Linked DNA regions of Capsicum annuum: region 2 is linked to region 1. The links are chromatin contacts, called in public Hi-C maps. All regions are on one chromosome and are shown on one strand. Each heading gives the region's core, a stretch centred on a gene start, on an enhancer-like site or on the middle of the called end of the contact. The rest is flanking DNA. Distances are from core to core; before and after follow the strand shown.

Evidence for each region. Hi-C and Micro-C count contacts between places; a contact is called where the count stands out from the background.
Region 2: a contact with region 1 is called in a Hi-C map of pericarp, with 2.4 times the contacts expected there. The contact joins the enhancer-like site here to the promoter of LOC107870847 in region 1. A contact is called at or near these places in 2 of 5 Hi-C or Micro-C datasets (pericarp and placenta).

Annotation. Positions count from the first base shown.
Region 1 is chr1:17,727,628-17,733,073 of UCD10Xv1.1, forward strand. It overlaps LOC107870847 (succinate dehydrogenase [ubiquinone] iron-sulfur subunit 3, mitochondrial), which reads left to right and starts at 2,780. Exons shown (of 3, transcript XM_016717525.2): 1 at 2,780-3,310; 2 at 3,639-3,779; 3 at 5,113-5,446.
Region 2 is chr1:17,808,574-17,814,019 of UCD10Xv1.1, forward strand. No RefSeq gene overlaps it. Among protein-coding and RNA genes, the nearest start is that of LOC124897259, 18 kb to the right of the region's middle. Within about 2 kb of position 3,423, at least 1 of the 5 cell types and tissues checked has an H3K27ac peak or open chromatin away from gene starts, as enhancers often do. A contact at or near this core is called in pericarp, where this site is marked.

The sequences.
Region 1 (5,446 bases), core at 1,530-4,029:
GTAATGATCTTATTCCCCTTCCTATCCAACAAAGGCAAAGGAGCAGAAGAATTAGATTTATAACTAATTATTTCCGCAATTTTTTCTGATGAACTTTCCAAACATATTACAACACCAACTTTCTCATCAAACAACATTTCACTAGCAGACTTATCTAATGTAGTGATGATAAGTGGATACGTCCCCAATCCACACTCAGTTTTCTTAATTTCGACATACAGCTTCACACTCCTTTCGTTACGAATCAACAACGGACAAGCATTTCCTTCAACAATGTAACGAGCCTCAATATTTTTAAAGGTTTCGTTCATTTTCAGTTCTCCCGCAATTGTCGAAATCAGTTTTCGTAAGTTACATGTTCACTGATCATGATTTCATCGCTCTTATAGCCCACATACTTGATTTCATTAATCCAAACACCGAAATGAAGTAACAACACCGAAATATTCATTTCAAATACACAAACAAAATTAACAAATAAAAAAAAATGGTCGTATGAATTTTTTGAACAAGCCGTATGAAGTTTTTACAATTTCAAAACAGATTATGGAAAGGTTTTTGTTTAGAATGGTGGAATAACAAACTGATTATATAAATCGTGGGATTTTATTTTTTTTAACCTTAATTAGTTAGCTTAATTGTTGTTTTAATGCAAAGCTATCCGTTACCTCCCATAAAACGTGCTAGTTTGTTTAATTAAAACTTGTAGCCGTAGTATGTATATATAATTTAATTAACATGTATCATCAAAGGTCAAAAGTTGAGATTTTATGAGATTTTGAAATTAGTTGGGATTTTTAATAAATACTAGTAAACATGTCATTATATATGTAATTTTCACTTAACTATTTCCTTGATAGAGATGTCCTTTTTAGAACCCTAGACCTCAATCTGTCCATTGTCATTTTCTTTTTGTTGGGGCTTTAGGCCTTTTGGACAGTATAAACGCAAAGAGATGGAGATGGGACATCAATCCATTTGGGCTTCGACCAGGTCCAGTAATGGATATTCCAGCCGGCTGAAAATAACAATTAAACAATGTCTCACATGCACGTACTATATATTTTTTTTTTAAAAAAAAAAAGGAAATAAGCCTGCATATATGAATAAAAGAAAAAAACACTGCATGTATATAATTTCTTGTTTTTAAAAAAAAAAAAAGGCTAAAAATGGTCTCTTATGTTTGGTGTAAGTGCAAAGGGGTTTCTTGAATAAGTTTTTGAACAGTTTTGTTTTCCTAAATTTGTCGTCAAATAGTTATCAAATTTTAGCGGTCACATTTACGGAAGACTATCGAAAAACTGTAGAAATGATATCGAAATTTAATGATTCAAATTTAATAATGACCATTTTCTCAAGTATGCAGTGTCATCAATAATGGTCATAGAAATGTAAATTTAGTATATGATTATTTTGCAGATAAACCTAATATTCTTTCCCTAGTCCTAATTGATCAAAACCTTCCACATAATGACCACTTTTGGTGTAAAAGATATTCCTGAAATTCTTGACCACTTGTAGTGGCTTTTATTTCTTTTTTCATGTGGTGGTCAGAATAATAATTGGTAAACGACAAGATAGACAAGTAGAATAATCACAAAATGGGGCTCTATTTGTAATTGATTGGTAAAAAACAAGAAAGTAAACTAAATCATTAGAGTTCGCTTAATCAGTTGATTATAATTAATCGATAATTGTTATTCATTTGACAATTTTTTTATCGGTAAAATGATTGAAAATTTTTAATTCTTATACAAAAATTTAAAAGTTCTTCTTAAGGCAAAGTATGGACTATAAATATGAGAGGAAGTTTGAAGTTTTGATATGAAAAAAATATTTTAATAATTAGACAAAATGTTAAAGATAAAATAGTAAAAATTTTGATCAATCTAAAAGTATTCGTAAGTTAGATAAAAAATCTTAAGTTGGAATTAATTAACTTAGATTTTTGGGCTTATAAATACTTATCTTACGGGCACTTTGAATATTTATCAAATACTTCCTCCGTCTCAAATTAATTATTTTTTCGTCAAATTAAAATGTAAACATCATTTAATAAGGGTACTATGATAAACTCCGTATGATATTAATTATTTTTCTTAATCAATGTATCATCTCAATTTAGAATAGAACGGCTAATTTGAGACGGAGGGAGTATATAGATAAATCAAAAAGATACTTATAACTCAGACCAATGCTAAAAGTGATTTTAATTGTTAATTGTTTTATGAATGTCTTTTTCCCTATAACAGGTAGGCTACACCATCCTACAAAAATATTACTTAATTTATGATTGTATTAATTAATACTACTAATTATTTTGGAATATTAACAACTGGCATTATACCCAACAGTTCTCATATTTGTACGTAATTATCATCACACTAAAGAACTTTATAGTGGAGGAATGCATCCGCTCCGTAGCTTTTGAATAAGTAGGCGTTTAATTATAATCGGAAACAGTCTTTGTACGTATTCTGAAGTAGTGATATGACTACATACATCTTACCCCCGATCCCACTATGTGGGAGTACACTGAGTTTGTTGTTGAGACGTTTAATTATAAATTTTTTATTTAAATTTCAACTTTAAAGTAGAATTTTAAATTTAAATTGTGATTCTATCTTATTATTTGATGTGAAATTTGGCCCATAATTCATATTATACAAAACAAAATTATAAGTTTAAATTTTGTAAAAAAAGAGTCGTGTTCGATGCGAAAAGACTATCCATATCATATGAGGAGATTATATCAAAGAATAGTTACATAATTATTATTATTGTTGATCAGTCCATCTTTGTAAAATCATAAATTTAAAAGTTTGTAACGATATATTATTGCAAATATTTATTTAAAAAGAAACGTGAAGATATGTAATTTAATAACTACGACATCTCAAAATTAAATATAAGATATTTTGATACCTTATTCTATTAACTTCGAATTTACTCATTTGATAAACTTCTGATAGTTTTACAAATTGTGAGTTCATATATATGAAAAAAATATATAATTTTAAAAATTCCGATTATATGATCGAACAAAATTCCAATTTTAAATCTAACATCGATGCCGCTTTGCATCGACAAGAGCCTATAGGAATATTCGAGAAAGGAGAAAAGGTTAAGCAATTTCAAATAATTTGAATGGAAATAAATCCGCAGCCGCATCTATAAAAGCAGCTAATCAGATATGTATGAAAGTATGAGTGACTTGCAGTAACAAATTTCAGGATATTTAGAAAGGTAAGGAATAATTAATTTTACAGCCAAGAATGGAGGCTCTTAGCTCAAACCAGCAATCACTAAGGTTAGCAAATAGATTATAATTAATTTCATAATAACTTGTGATATTTCACCAATAATTCCTCTAAATTCTAGCTAGTTTTTTATTGATATGAAGAATCTGAAAAAGAATTATACATGAACAAGCGATCAGTAGCTCACTTGGTTGGGTACCTGAACTTTCATCTTGTCGGCGAGAGTTCGACTTTCCACCTTGCAATCCCTTCTCCTTCCCCTACTGCTATGTAATACTGATATAAAAAATTGAAAAAAAAAAAATATACTATAATATGAAGATATTATTATTATTGTATAAACTGGACATGTAATAAGTTATGGCTAGTTGTGTGTAGATGCTGTGAAACAGTGGAAGATGGGAAAGTAGAGTGCAAGTGTGCAGAAGGATGGTCTTGCTCTGTCTCTAAAACAGATGGTTCCAAAGCTGCTGGCAAGCCCTTCTGTCAATGTTCCAGTGGCATAACTTGTACCCGCCTGTATGTACTCTAATTCCTTCATGCTCAACATAGTTCGACAGCGTAAACAATTTTTACATGATTAATACGATTTGATCAGTTATAATATGTTATTGTTTTATTTTCTAAGTTTAAGTTTAAGTTTTGTGTATTGTAAAATATGTTTACACAATCAAACAAGGTTATAAGCTATTAGTTTATTTTAACTAGGGATGTGCAAAAATCGAATCGACCGATAAATCAAACTGATAAAATTTTTATTGCAATTGTTCTTTCTTTATTGGATTAACGATTTTTTAATGGTTTTATAAAAAAAAATTATTGGGCTATTGGTTCGGTTCGATTTTTTCTTATTGGGTTATTGGGTAAAGTGACAACCCAATAAATATATATATATATATATATATATATATATATATGACTTATTAAATATTTCTCTTAATTTCTCTTTAATCTTTACAAATTAACAAACCTATTATTTCAATTATACAAACTTTTAATTTCTTCTAACAACATTTAGTTTAAACTTGAAGATTATCGTAAATTAAAACACATTATGTAGAATTTTTGTTTGCAACGAAGATTTTTATTTCATGTTAATTACTACTATTTCTATTTTATGAGTATTTTCTTATCGATTAAACCGAAAACTGAACAGTTAAGAACTAAAAATCGATAAATCAAAAACCGATAAAAAATATCTTAGTGGTTTGATTATTGGTTTAGTATATTTAAAAATTGAGAATCGATAAACCGAACCGATAATATATAAAACTGAACCGAACCAACTGATGCACACCCCTAATTTTAACCACCAGATATGTACAAACTAGATTTTGAACCTAACAAATTAAATGAAGGTGGTAGAATTACGAATTTGAACAAATAAAGTTCAAAGTTTAGATCTCCCTCTGTAATCAGATTCTTATATACTGGGTAATCACTGTTGAATCTCCTAAGAAACATTAGTTGATTTTATGATAAAAACAGTAATAGACATGTTATGTCAAGTTAGAATTCCCCGATAGAGCATAAAAAGGAGATCTTCACACAAGCAGCGAGACAGATTTCTGTTTATTTTTCTAGCGGTATACATATATTATATATTAATTATCCACGATCATACACATATCATACATAGATTATATATTTGACATCAACCTTCAGTTACTATGTAGGTTAATTGTCCTATGGTATGTTAGTGCATACTCTATTTTCCAGGTTATCATATCAATCATGATACAAAGAGTTACATCTTGTGCATACATTAACCAAATAGTATAGAAATTGAAGGATTTACACTATTGAATATAAAATAACTAATGCAATTGCACATTTGCAATTTGTTAAAAAGAGAAGAATCTGATCCAGAGGCACAGAAAGCACTAGAGGGATCAAATGATTGCAAGGTGATATGCAAGACAGATGCAGGATATACATGCAAAATAAGCAAAGGAGGGGAAGTGAAAGCTGAATGTGGAGAAGGTTGCATCTGCCTTGTTGATGAAACTGGCAATATTAAATGCATAACCAAAGCAGCAGAAACCTCATGCTGTGCCTCTGGTTGTAACTAATAATTATGACACTGCCTAATAATGACCAGCAGCTTGCATGCCTGATGCTGCTGGCTTTGTGGCTTTGTTTGTCTTGAGAACGTTTGTGTCTTTCAGTTTGGTTTGTCAAATAAT
Region 2 (5,446 bases), core at 2,173-4,672, 82 kb after region 1:
AATACCAATAATTTAGCTGTTTACCTAGAGCCAGTGTCAGTTACAGAATAGTATTAGTCACCTCATGATTAGTAGTAGTATTAGTCAGTTACAAAACTCAATAGAACTCAGTCAGTTACAGACCTCAGGAAAATCTCAGTAATCTAAGTATCAATCTAGTTTAGTTCAGTATTCAGTTCAGACCTCAGTTGTATTCAATATTCAATTTAGACCTCAGTAGTATTCGGTATTCAGTTTAGACCTCAGTGTGGATGATTTTATCATTCATGTGTATTATTATACCTTAGATTCTAGAGTAAAGTGATTGCAGTTCAGTTTAGAGTTTAGTAAAGTGGCTACAGACTTGAGATAATTGCTTAAAGCTAAAGAGAAGATGATATAACAAGTAACCAAGTCAGGCCCTCAAATTCTAGTAGTAGTGCCAGTGGGTGTAGAAAGGCAGTAAGGGAGGATGATTCCCAACCTATTCTTATCTCAGTGCAAAGTTTTTCAACCATCACAATATCTACTCATGTCTAACATGTCAGCTCCCTCATCACAGCTCATATTAATGAACTTTATAGAAAAACCATGTACGCTTTCAGTTTCTACTATAAGGAGTTCCAGTTCACTCAGTAGTATAAATCATGTTCCATGAAATCATGAACTCCAAACTTAGGTCATGCAGCTCATCACTCAAGTACTCTTGTTTAACAGTATGATCAGATCCATATACTCATGCTTTACTCATAATGATCAACGAAATTCAATTTATGTCATGTGTGTCCTCAGTTCGGACCTCTCTGATGAATTCATGTCATTGATACTTTATTCCTCAGGCCTTAGTTGAGTGTCAAATTTATTCCTTTATGCTTCAGGTCCTCATGTTCTAACTTTCAGTGACCTCTCCTTATGTCAAGATTAGTTAAAATTCTATTTGTATTTTCTTGGGCTACTGTATGAAAGTTTTAGGGATAGAGGTTTAGAGAAAATGAGAAAGATGTTTTTCTGATTGTTTGAGTACAAGTTCATGTGTTATTCAGACTAAGTACAGTCTAGTTTTACATACCAGTATTCATATAGGATGTATGTGTTATCATATCCCAGCTTCAGTTATACTTATATCATTAAAGTAAGTTTTACAGAAACTAAGTGTAAAGATTCACCAGCTTATCAAATCATGTTTATTACTTGTGTTTTAAGATGTTTTCAGCTTTCAATTTATTCCAGCTTATTGGTGAGTCTACTTACACTTAGCATGCATATTTTACGATTACATATTAAATTAGTTTTACTTATTGCATTCACCACTGTATACTCAGTGCATTCCAGAAGTACTAATCCACATATACGCCTATGTTGCTACATTTCCTCATAATATAGGTACTAGTTATAGCCTACGTATCACGATCAGACAGTTGCAGATTCCAGTCAGCAGGTGATGAGTTCTCCTACTTCGGGAACTCCAGACAGTTTTTAGTTTATGTACAGCTCATTTACTTTTATGTGTATTGATTAGTGGTAGTTGGAGGCATGTCCCAACTATCTATAGTCAGTATAGTAGAGGCTTCATAGATGTCGGTCAGAGCCAGTTATGTAAATTTCAGTTTCATCCTTCAAATTTATCAGATTATAAAGCTTCATCAATATTGTATCTATTTTAGATCTTTAGTATGACTATGTTTCCGCATAGTAAATAGTTATTTATTATGTCATAATTCAGTTGCTTAATAATATGCTAGTTCATGGATTAGCTTGGGATCACTTGTGGTTCCAAGCGTCGTGTGACATCTCAGGACAGATTTTCGGGGCGTTACAAAATTTCTGTTTTGTCTTATTGTTTTTCCCAAACTTCTTACATTTCCAACAAAGAAAACCCAGAAAAACAACATACACAAAAACAACAACATACCCACTATAATCTCACAAGTGGAGTTTAGGAAGGATGGATAAGTAGCCTTTATACTCTAGTTATAACAGTTATTCTCCGGTTGAGGTATAGTTACCTAGTAATCGCAGTTCGTCCAAGATACAATCTTTTAAGTAAAATTAGTATAACTAAAATTAAAGAACTAATCTTTCTGAATGAAAATCAGTTGACTTACCCATTAATCCTTTCATAATCTTCTTATTGGGTTAAACAAAGTACAACACCAACAAAAGAAAAATACATTTGACTATGCATTGACTTCACAATAACCCCAAAAAATTCTATTTTTTTTCTTAAAACTTCTTACATTTACAACAAACAATACACAGCAAAACAACATAGACAAGTACAACAACAACAAAGAACATATCCATTGTAATCTCATAAGTGGGGTAATATGAGATTGAAGCAGTTACCTATTAAACACAGTTACAACCAAGATATAATATTTTTGGTAAAACTAGTATAACCTAAATCAAAAGACCTAAAGGACACATTTTTGTTTCTTGGAGGAAACTCATTTGACTATCATTGACTTCACAATGACCCCAAAATTTCTCTTTTTTTCTTTTTTCCCAAACTTCTTACATTTCCAACAAACAAATTTCATAAAACAACATAAACAAACACAACAACAACATCAACAACATATCCATTGTAATCCCACAAGTGGGGTCTAGTGTAATTGTTCCCAATACACCCTCGGCTTAATAAAAATTTGACACGCTACCTCAACTAATTAATTTTATGAAATATCCATCATATTTCATCAACATAAGTACCGAATAACTTAGTTTAACCAATCTTGCATGTATGATATTACCTGTAGTAGTTGCGGGAGTACTTTTGTTTCACTCTTCAACAGATTGAGCAACTGAAATAATTTCTTCAATAAGTGTCTTTTGTTTATATATACGTCCTCCTAGTGGCATGGCTTTGCTTATATTCCTACTAAAGATGAAGAAAAGCAAAAATTGAGAGATTCAAAAAGCAGAGTATTTTTTTTTCATGTTTTTATATAATGTAAGAGTCCTTTAATATGGAAAGAATCAATACAAAATATTAGTTGATTTGAAAGTCCTAAATTATATAATTTAAATAAGGAAAAAACTAATACAACTTTTAGTTGATTTTAAATTCAAAATATTATGACAATAATTAAATTATCTTCTACATATACTAAATACCTATAATTGCTCCATCAAATGCTCTACGGCCAAATTCTTTTAATGGAATTCTATTTTTTTAACAAAACTATTGTACCTATTTAATCATTTAAAAGACATATAAATGAATGCTGATATATATATATATATATAAAGTTAAAAAAAAATATCACATTAAGGTTACCTTTATTGTAAAAAAAATATCACATTAAAGTTACCTTTATTGTATTTAATTTACATATAAATCTTTTCAAAATATATACAAAATAAAGGGAAAAAATGGCATATCCCTGATGAGCACATTACTACAGCACTACCCTCACCTCATTTGCACGTTATCAAATTCCCCTTATTTTTTGGCACACACTAAAACAGTTATCCTACCCATCGTACACATGGACATAACTAGCAAAATACTTATTTGTTATGAACCCGCGTTTTGTTAATCTTTGGTGTTCTCATTGTACATAACTTTTTACTTTTAAATATTAATATTATTTACATGCTTTCTATATAGTAGTTGCTTTCTTAAAATACTTCATCCTTGTTATTTTTAAATATAAAGATAGTAAATAAATATTTGGTTTTAAATTACTATTAAATTATGTAGCTGACATTCGTGTTTTTATTTTTATATATTTTACAAATAAGTACTAATAATTAAACTAAAATTATATGAGAAAAATAGTACAAAGATGATTTTATCTACTATGTATAATTAATTGTAGTGTCTTTATGTTAGGATACAAACAACATAATTTTTTAACTATGAAATGTTTCAATAAAAAAGAAAATTAACATGAAAGGTATTTTAATTGGGAAGAAAATTTTGCAACTGATTTTATTCTCTTTATATTAGGATAAAGATACCCAACACAATATTTTAATTATGGAATGTTTAAAAAAATATTAGCTGACCTCAAAGTACTTATCAATTAAAATTAATAACTAAATTAAAATTATATGAGAAAAATAGTAAAATTGACTAGGATATTGTTGTTATACTTGGTGTGCTTAAGAAATCTATAATCTATAATCTATATCTATATCTATAATTTCTATAATATATTAAAAATGTGAAGGGCATTAGAAATATTGTTTGAACTTTTTGTCATTCATTAAACGTCTTTACTTTAGATAAAATCGTCTTTTTCATTTTTTTTTTTTGAAATTTAAGTGTTAAAAAATAATTAAATATATATTTTTTTTTACCTAAAATATTCTTTTTTATATTTTTTTTCTAATATTTATGTGTTAAAAATTAATTAAATATATTTATGGTAAAAACTTTCCTTATTAGAAGTCATTAGAATTAATGCTTTATTAATTAAATATATTTATGGTAAAATCTTTTCTTATTAGAAGTCATCAGATTTAATGACAGCTAAAACTTTTTTCATTAGTTTAACAATTCTAAATCAACTAAATTTAATTTTAAGAAGATTTGAAAATCTAGAAATAAATATAAAAGTGTTAGAATAAGAAAAATTTAAGGAGTACAAAATTTTAAAAAAATTAAGTACATAATAAAAATGTAATCAATAATTTGGTAAAAATTTGACTTTAAAAACAAGAAAAAATTATAAATATAGAAAGAAAAATGAAAAATAATCGTGCCACAATTATGTTTCAAATTTATGCATCTCTCTTAGGCTCTGGCAGCAAGGGAAAGAGGTGTAGCCTGAGAAACACAAAAGTGATAAGTGATCAATCACTTGAAACTTCTGGTGGGAAAATGTATATGTGCTTATACTAAAATATATTTTATATTTACATTATTATATTAAAATGTGAAGGATCTTCGAAAAGTGATAGATAAAATCATTTAATTTTAAATAATCAAATATTATATGTGTGAGGCACGTGCGGTCAAACTAGTATCCCGAAATATGTATAATACGTTATACTAATTGTATATATCTGTATAATTTGTGAGAATTTATACATAAATTATATAATGATAATACATTTTCATATACATAGATACAACGATATAGTCTCATTATGTACGATACATTTTTCAGACATATACATATTGATACAATTTCTATACTATGATGAAAATAGTTGTATACATTAGTGATACAAAAATGATACAGTTTTTTCTGTACATAATACATTTTTCATACATATATAGAAGTGATACATTTTCTATATAGTAATGATATTATTTTATATGAAATGAAACTATTTTAAAGAGGCTAAAAACCTTTTCTAAGCTTCTTTGGCCATCTGATATCCATCATTTCTGTTCTTGTCCACATAATACATTGCTCTACTTGTAATCATTCACAATAGCCAAAGAAAATTTCGTATTTTGCTACGAATTTTTCATCGCAAATAGTTGAATTGTTCAACTATAAATTTTAAA